Linked DNA regions of Mus musculus: region 2 is linked to region 1. The links are chromatin contacts, called in public ChIA-PET maps. All regions are on one chromosome and are shown on one strand. Each heading gives the region's core, a stretch centred on a gene start, on an enhancer-like site or on the middle of the called end of the contact. The rest is flanking DNA. Distances are from core to core; before and after follow the strand shown. Region 1 overlaps Uimc1 (ubiquitin interaction motif containing 1). Region 2 holds the start of Uimc1 (ubiquitin interaction motif containing 1).

The links. ChIA-PET counts read pairs in DNA pulled down with a chosen protein or histone mark.
Region 2: an RNA polymerase II ChIA-PET map of memory CD8 T cells shows a contact between it and region 1, with 61 read pairs. The contact joins the promoter of Uimc1 here to the enhancer-like site in region 1. A contact is called at or near these places in 2 of 39 promoter capture datasets (the SN4741 cell line and macrophages), 1 of 15 datasets of contacts at CTCF or cohesin (CD8 T cells), 6 of 115 datasets of contacts at active chromatin or transcription factors (CD8 T cells, the SCID.adh cell line, bone marrow-derived macrophages and 2 more) and 3 of 9 other capture datasets (adipose tissue, liver and pancreatic islet).

What each region holds. Positions count from the first base shown.
Region 1 is chr13:55,060,394-55,064,958 of GRCm38.p6, forward strand. All of the region lies in intron 7 of Uimc1 (ubiquitin interaction motif containing 1), which reads right to left. Among named protein-coding and RNA genes, the nearest start is that of Uimc1, 38 kb to the right of the region's middle. Within about 2 kb of position 2,063, at least 22 of the 459 cell types and tissues checked have an H3K27ac peak or open chromatin away from gene starts, as enhancers often do. A contact at or near this core is called in bone marrow-derived macrophages and memory CD8 T cells, where this site is marked.
Region 2 is chr13:55,097,490-55,101,742 of GRCm38.p6, forward strand. Uimc1 (ubiquitin interaction motif containing 1) reads right to left here and starts at 2,811. Exons shown (of 15, transcript NM_011307.3): 1 at 2,708-2,811.

The sequences.
Region 1 (4,565 bases), core at 813-3,312:
ACAGGCCACAAGCAATGGTTCTTTAAATATCTGCAAGTAAACAGATATGTTCTGTACAGTGTCACAGGCAGAAAGCAAAGCACCCATAGCGCACGGAGCCAGGTAGAGGGAAAATAAGCATGCTTTCAACTTTGGGTCCAGTGAGATCCATAAATGAAACAAAGCTCCCTTTTGTTGTCTTCACAACAGAAGGTTAAAGGGTAAGGAGTACCAGTAACTATCAGAGAAGACCAAAATTATACTACAGTATAAAACTGTCGAAGGTGTTTTGCAGTCTGGCTACCAGTTACAGCATTGTGAAGGGAGGAGACACATAAACGCAGAAAGCATGGAGAGTCTCCTGACAGCACAGTACTTTCTCCTCAGGTTACAGTTAAAGTTTCTCTTTATCCTGAGATACAGCTTTCCAAGCAACAAAAATAAAATAAAATCCCAAACTATCCTACAGCAAAAATCTGCCCACACAAGTTGAGTATCTCTTCTGGGAAAACCTTAATTATGAATGACTTCCTTATCCAACCTTCTGGTTTTTCCTGCCTGTTTGTTCATGGAGTGTGATCTCTGCCTGACACCAGAACACATGGCTGAGAGATCTGAGAATCTGAAATAGCCCCCTCATGCTTCACAGAGTTTTACGATTAGTTTGATCAAGTATGCAAGAAGACACTTAAAAACACAAATCCTCACATCAACCAAGAGCCACAGAAAAGAGAGACTAGCCACCACTGAGACTCATGATAAATAACTAAACCATGACAGGAAACCACAAGTGATTTCTCCTTCTAAATAAAACATTTCAGAACATTTGTTATAAACCTAAGCTAGACACAGTTTACACTGCATGTAACATTAGGACTCTATTCAAAAAGTCTATCACAAGACAATTTGCTGACATTTATAAAATGGGCTAATCAATTTGAAGTCAAACCACATTGTATGTGATTTCAACTCTCTCTTGGTGACAAAGTGTGTAATCATTTATTAAAACCTACATCTGCTCTGCACAGGCTCACCAAAATAAAACAGAGAGGCCTACAGAGAGCACAAGGCCAACTCCAGTTTAGAACATTTCCAAAAGTATCTTAACAGCAAAAGAATCAAACTATCATCATACTCTTCAGCATAGGGACAGACACCTAATACTATCCACCGAAAGTTTAATAAAGACCACTACCTAAATTCCAGCAATGGTAACTGGGCCTTAAACTCCATATGAGAGATGACAGACACTCGATACAAAGATCAGCTCCTGAGAAATCCTCCAAACTCAACTGTCAGACAAAAGGGAAAAGTGGCTAGAAACCTGACCCAGCTAATAACCAATTAGCCATTCTCTATTATTAAAGAAGAATGATTTGGAAGATAAACTCCAACTAATCAAGAATGAAAAAAGTAGGCTGGAGAGATGGCTCAGCAGTTAGGAGCACTGACTGCTCTTCTGAAGGTCCTGAGTTCAAATCCCAGCAACCACATGGTGGCTCACAACCATCTGTAATGAGATCTGATGCTCTCTTCTGGGGTGTCTGAAGACAGCTACAGTGTACTTACATATAATAAATCTTTTTTTAAAAAATGAAAGAAATATGCAAATATAGTATCGGATAAGACTAACCAGACACAATGGTAAGAGTATTGAGTAAAGGTGGTACAGAATTTCTGTGGCCTGAATAATACACAAGCTTAAGAAGTAAGATTTACAAGGCTGGAGAGATAGCTCAGCAGTTACGAGCATTGGTTGCTCTTCAAAAGGACCTGAGTTCAATTTCCAGTAATCACTCTATCTGTAGTGCAGCTCACAACTATCTGTAATACCAGCTTGTGGGGATCTGATGCATATAAATACCAATGCATATAAAATAAAAATAAAGAAATCATTAAAAAAAAAGAAAGAAGATTTGGAAATGCACATAGTAATTACACAGTAAGTGCATAAGCAGACGGTAATATGGCTGCCTCGTGGGAGCCAGTAAAGGAGACCATCAGAATAAGGAAAATCAGACTGCCAAAAAAGATAGAGGGAAAAGCTTTGAAAATCTAACAGGAAGTGAAAGCATACTGGAGTAGAGCAAGAACAAAGGCACCACACACACATCAAGCTGAGCACATTAGCTACACAGGTCCTCAGCACACAGAAGAAACTCAGCAGCCACTTCAAAATGCAAGCCAGATAAAAGCAAGGCAGGTCTACCCCTAGGATAAGTCCCAGTCCTTACAAGCCTCAAATCCAGTTTGAGATTTCCATGAGGCAGTGATTACTCCAGTAGACAGATCTATAGTAGAGACAAATCTCATTTGTGTTATACCATATGGCTTAGAATGCAATGGCCAGGCACCATTTTGGAGGTCAGGGGGATTCTATTGTTAAAAACTGAGTCTGGAGAGGTGGCTCAATGGTTAAGAGCACTGATGTTCCTCCTAAGAACCCGGTTCAATCCTCAGCACCCACATGGCAGCTGCAAATGTCTGGGAATCTGATGTGTTCTTCTGACATCCAAGGGTACCAGACACAAATTTACATGCAGCTACAATACCCATACACATAAAAATAAATAAAAATTTAAAAAACAAAAGACAGAACTACACTGGGGTCTGAGGTATGGAACATCTACAAGATAGGATGCCTCAATATGATCTGCCACTAATCTTTAGTCAGGGAAGCCTCTTAAAAGCAGTTGTGGACAGCAGCAGGGCTGGACTCTAGCCAAAGGGTACAGGCAACATGAGACTGGCTTAGATTGGATCATGTTTAAGGAAAGACAACCCATCCATGCTCAGTGGTCGGGAACAGATCTCATCAACAAGAGCTATGCTGGAGTTTAATAGCTCTGAGCCTTAGGCCAGTAAGCAGATCAAACTTTACAATCACCTACCTAAATTCATTACTGTTAAGCCCAAGAACTCTCAAGTACCTGGGGTGTAATGAGAGACAAAAAGGCATCTCTCCAGTAGGGTGATTAATATACAGGGGGCCTTGAAAATACCAAGGCAGGCCTTTTGCCTGTACCAATCTCAGTGCTGATATGATTTCCACACTTCCAACCCACTCGGGAGGCACTCCTTAGATAAACAGCCACTCAAGAAGATACAATATAGGCAGGCTAAAGAGGATGTGAAACTCTGTCCAGCCCACAGAATGCAAAGCTAAGTGTATCTAACAAACCCTGACATGCAAAGAAAGAAAATGGTTGTGAAGAGCGCTCTGGAAGATAGCAATACAGACTCTGTAACAACATGAACCAAAGGAAAGCCACACCAACAGTTCACAGTCCAACCAACCCTCCTCCTGACTCCACAGGCATTATTCAAGGACCCAGAAAGAAGCTTCGGCAACAGCTCACCTTTCCCTCTCTCTGTAGTTATGTTGTTCTGTGCTTAGGTGTGACTTTTCTCCCCTACATGTTTAAAGGGACTTTACGTTTCTCATTTGTATTACTTGTGTGCATGTGTACATGCAAAGGCATAGAGATCAGAGGACAATTTTTTTCAAGTTAGAACTCTCTTTCCACCACATCGTCTGGGGAGCAGATCAGGTCATCAAGCTTGGGGAACAAGCACCTTTAGCCCTATTATCCAGGATTTTTCTTGTTTTATTTTGCTTTTTGAGATAGGATCTCTCTATGTAGGCCTAGATGTCCTAAAACTCACTATGTAGACCAGGCTGGACTCAAACTCACCAAAATCCTTCTGATTCTGTCACCCTAATAAAGTATTTTTTTTTGGAGGTGTGGGGGGTGGAATGGGTAGAAGATATTGTAGATATTTTTAAATGTTTTTACTTGTTATTTCTCTTCAAACATTTATCTAATTTTGTTTACCTTTTTTTTTTTTTTTTCCGTTTAGGGAAAACCTTTTCCCTAGTTTCTTTTCTTAAGACAGGCTTAGCGGTTAAGAACACTGACTGCTCTTCCCGAGGTCCTGAGTTCAAATCCCAGCAACCACATGGTGGCTCACAACCATCTGTAATAGGATCCAATTCCCATTTCTGGGGTATCTGAAGACAGCAACAGTGTACACCTATAGATAAAATAAAATGGTCTTTAAAAGATTAAGAAAAAAAGACTTAGTTAAAAAAAAAAAAAAAAAGCTGGGTGTGGTGGCGCACGCCTTTGATCCCAGCACTTGGGAGGCAGAGAATTTCTGAGTTCGAGGCCAGCCTGGTTTACAGAGTGAGTTCCAGGACAGCCAGGGCTACACAGAGAAACCCTGTCTTGAAAAATCAAAAAGAAAAAAAAAAAAAAAGACAAGCGCTCATTGTGCAGCTCTAACTACGGTGAACTCATTCTATTAGAGCAGGCCGGCCTCCTGGGAAGAGCTGGGATTAAAGATCTGCACCAGCAGGGCTCAGCTTTGTTTTCACTCTTTCCCCCAATGATTCCTTCTTTCCCCCTCTTTATGTCTTGAGTTTATCTTACTGACTTTTTAATGCTCTTATATTTTTATGCTTTTATTCCCCATCCTACATTTATTAAATTTTGCTCTTGAACTTTTCTGTTTAGTGATGCTTTCTTACTTTCCAGCTCTTGTCTCTCCCCTTCCCCCCAATTTTTTTCTATTTCTATTCCTTT
Region 2 (4,253 bases), core at 1,561-4,060, 38 kb after region 1:
ACAAGGCTTTGGTTTCCATCCTTAGCAGCTACATGAATAAATAAGTAAGTAAGCTACAGAAGGACAAGACACAGGAGGATATGACCTGAAGGCAGATATGGGGTAGGGGTAATAAAACACGGTGAAGGGCTAGAGATGGAGCTCAGTAGCTAGCCACCCTGCATGTGCAAGGTTCTAGGTTTGATTCAGCACCACCACAACATCAAAAACAAAGAAGTAACCTTTAAAGCTAGACGAGCATATGACATCAAAGTAGGAATTAGCATAGGAGAAACCTGGAGAAGTTAATTAGGACCCTAGGAAAAATACCCCTAGGAAAATACCCTATATGAAGTGGCTTCTAACTTACACATTTCCTATTCCTGTTGTATTACTAAAAAACAGTATGCCAATAGCAGCTATATCTTCAATACAAGTAATTTTTCTAAAATCTGTAATTTATGATACTTATAGTTGACATCTTCTTTAACTTTATTTTTTATTATTATTAATTTTTAAAATTTATTTATTGTATGTAAGTACACTGTAGCTGTCTTCAGACACACCAGAAGAGGGCGCCAGATCTCACTGCGGATGGTTGTGAGCTACCCTGTGGTTGCTGGGATTTGAACTCAGGACCTCCAGAAGATTAGTCAATGCTCTTAACTGCTGAGCAATCTCTCCAGCCCATTTTTTTTGTTTTGTTTTGTTTTTCGAGACAGGGTTTCTCTGTATAGCCCAGGCTGTCCTGGAACTCACTTTGTAGACCAGCTGGCCTCGAACTCAGAAATCCACCTGCCTCTGCCTCCCAAAGGTGTGCGCCACCACTGCCCAGCTTTTTAATATTTTTAAGTGTGTCTGTGTATACATGTACACAGGAGTGCAGGTTCTAACAATTTTTTAAATTATTTTTTATTTTAAAATTTAAAATAAAATTTATCTTTATTTTATTAAAAAAACATAGCCAGCTGGACAGTGGTGACACATGCCTTTAATCCCAGCACTTGGGAGGCAGAGGCAGGCGGATTTCTGAGTTTGAGGCCAGCCTAGTCTACAGAGTGAGTTCCAGGACAGCCAGGGCTACACAGAGAAACCCTGTCTCGAAAAACCAGTAATAATAGTAGTAGTAGTAGTAGTAGTAGTAATAATAATAATAATAATAATAATAACAATAATAGAGCCTTGAATTCCACCACTTGGGAGGCAGAAGCAGGAGGATCCCTGTAAGTTTGAGCCAGCATGGTCTACATAGCAATTTTCAGGCCAGGCAGAACTATATAGTGAGACTTTGTCTCAAAAACATAAAATAAAACTTATAAATGCACAAGGCTCTTGGAGTTGATCTCCAGCACAAAAGAAGAAGTGAGAAAGCTTGATAGAATAAACTCCTTTATCAATTGATTACAATTAAAAGTGATTTGTTTCTGTAACTGAGTAAAGTAAATGCATACCTATAAAATCTCTCTCTCTCTCTCTCTCTCTCTCTCTCTCTCTCTCTCTCTCTCTCTCTCTTACACACACACATACATACACATATAGCAACAGAATTCAGGGGAGATTATTCAGTGGGTAAATTCCAGCAGGTGGATAGTGAGTAGGGGGATCCCCGAGGAAGCCAGCCAGACATACCAACCAACTCCAAGAGACCCTGCCCCAATTAAGATGGAGAGACATTTAAGAAGATTCCCACTAACATCGGTGTAGTGGTGGAGGGTGGTGTGTGTGTGTGCCCGTGTGTGTGTTCACACCCAGTGTGCCCACAAGTGTGCAAAAATAAAAGATTTCAAACGCACCCGGAGCAATAAGTTATCACTGCCTGAATCAATAGACAAACTTGTAGGTTTCTCACACCCAATACTGAGGTTGTTTCTCTCAAGAACCCTAACGCGCCCTAACACATTAGGAACTTTAGTAAAAAAGGAGTTGGCAAGTGGCTATGCCGGGAAATGACACTCATGCGTCTGGCTCCACAAGTAGACTTTCTTTGACTGTGCTACAAACCCAACAACACCCTAACCATTGGGCTCACTTTTTCCGCAGCGTTGCCCGTACATCATATGATGACTACATGCAAGAAGCCTGGAGCGAAGTGGTCCAGATTCACACCCAACTCCATCTCTGAGAGGACCAACGCTCTGGTCTCACAGGTTTCTGACACACCGCCTGTCATCAGCCACGAGAGAAACGCACTAGGCTCGACTGGCTACGTTAAGTGGTAAATGATAGATTTCCAGGGGAAAATATTTCTCGGGAGACTGAGGCAGGAGGTTGGCGAGTTCTATAGAAGCCATCTTGGGTACCCTGTGAGTTCAAAGCCAACCAGAGCTACACAGAGAGACCCGGGTGGTAGCGGTGTCTCGGGCGGCCGAAGAACTAATGAAGCCAACTACCACAAGACAAGCAAAGTAACGTGGGGCAGGCAGCGGGCCTAGGCGGTCCTCGGACGGTCCGTTAGCCGGGCGGGCGACCAGGCTACCAGGAAGCTCGGATAGCAAGAGAGGGCGCTCCGGACGACGACCGCCGCCCGCAGAGGGAGGGGAACCCCGGGGGGCGCGAGCGCCCGGGCTGCCCGGCAGCTGCGAGAGCGACCCGGCCGGCATCGGCTTCCGCCCGGCCGAGAGGCCTAGTCGCTGCGAGGCGCGCCTCGGGAGCAGCGGCAGCCGCCCGGCAGACAGCGAGAAGCAGGCGGCCCCGACGGCCGCGGAGTGCAGAGGCGACGCGTACTCACCGCGGATCTGGCAGCGCCGCCCAGCGCCTCCTGAACGCTGGGGGTCGCGAGCGGCCGCAACTCTTTAGAAAGAGGAGAGCCCGCGCGGCGGCGCGAGGCGGCAGGGGCGGGGAGGGGCGGGGCGAGGGGCGGGGCGCGCAGGCGCGGAGCCCTGTGGGCCGCTGTATGCTCACACAGTTCCTGGGTCCCTGAGTGCTGTTAAGAGAGGGGTTTAGGGGAAACCAAAGAAAGCCAATAGGGTCCCTAGACACCCTTCGAAATAAGCTCTGCTGCATCAAGCTTCCTCTGGTTAATTTATTTGCATGAATCCAAAATTACGTTCAAATTAAATGTTCACATGACTAGTTAGAAACTCTCAGATGGTATAATGTTAATTAATGTCTGATCGTCTTAGCGGAATTTAAGCATCCTAAAACACAAAAATACTGAATCTTGCTCTCTGCTAAGGAGAGATTACAAGAGTGGAGGGCGGGTATGATTGTAGGGGGAGATGAGTGGGATGGAGTGCATGATGTGAAATCCACAAAGAACCAATAAAAAGTAAAAAAAAAAAAAAAAACTAAAATAATAATAATAATACTGAAATTTCTACAACATATATTTCCTTGAAATATATGCTCCAGAAAGTCCATTTCCTTGAGGAGGAAAAAAAAAAAAAGGCAACAGCAGAAATGTCAAAGGTGAATAAAATATGAAATATTCCTACAATAAAATTTAACAAATAAAACTCAAGGTTTGATAGCGCCTAAAAAAATCTTACTAAGCTGGGCGTGGTGGCGCACGCCTTTAATCTCAGCACTCAGGAGGCAGAGGCAGGCAGATTTCTGAGTTCGAGGCCAGCCTGGTCTACAAAGTGAGTTCCAGGACAGCCAGGGCTATACAGAGAAACCCTGTCTCAAAAAAAAACAAAAAAACAAAAAACAAAACAAAACAAACAAACAAAAAAATCTTACTGAAGGGGCTGGAGAGATGGCTCAGTGGTTAAGAGTACTGACTGCTCTTCCAGAGATCCTGAGTTCAGTTCCCAGCAACCACATGGTAACCATCTGTAATGAGATCTGATGCCCTCTTCTGAAGACAGCTACAGTGTACTCATATACATAAAAATAAATCTTAAAAAAAAATCTTACTGAAGCCAGGACTTTTATCTCAGAACTCAGAAGGCATTGGTAGGTCCGTTTCCCCACCTCTCCCAAAAAGGGGATGGTGGTGGTGACGGTGGTGGGTAGTCTCACTGAAATTATAGCAAGCCAACAAATGTGAACACTCTCATATGCTTTTCATAAGCTTACAAAAAGTAGTTCATAGTTTGTGGGAAACAGTACTCCTAAAAGCATAGGTTAATGGACCAGATGATAGATGGATACATCGTGGTAATGATAAAGCAATGGGAGGAGGAGACAAATAGAAAGTGGAATAAACAGGACCTCAGCTAGGGGTCAAAAACCAGGACTAACGACACATGCCACAACTTTGACTCTGGCCCGAGCTGCCCAAGTAATAAGCCAAGCGGGGCTGCATTCCACTTGGCAGCTCCGCTCCTTTA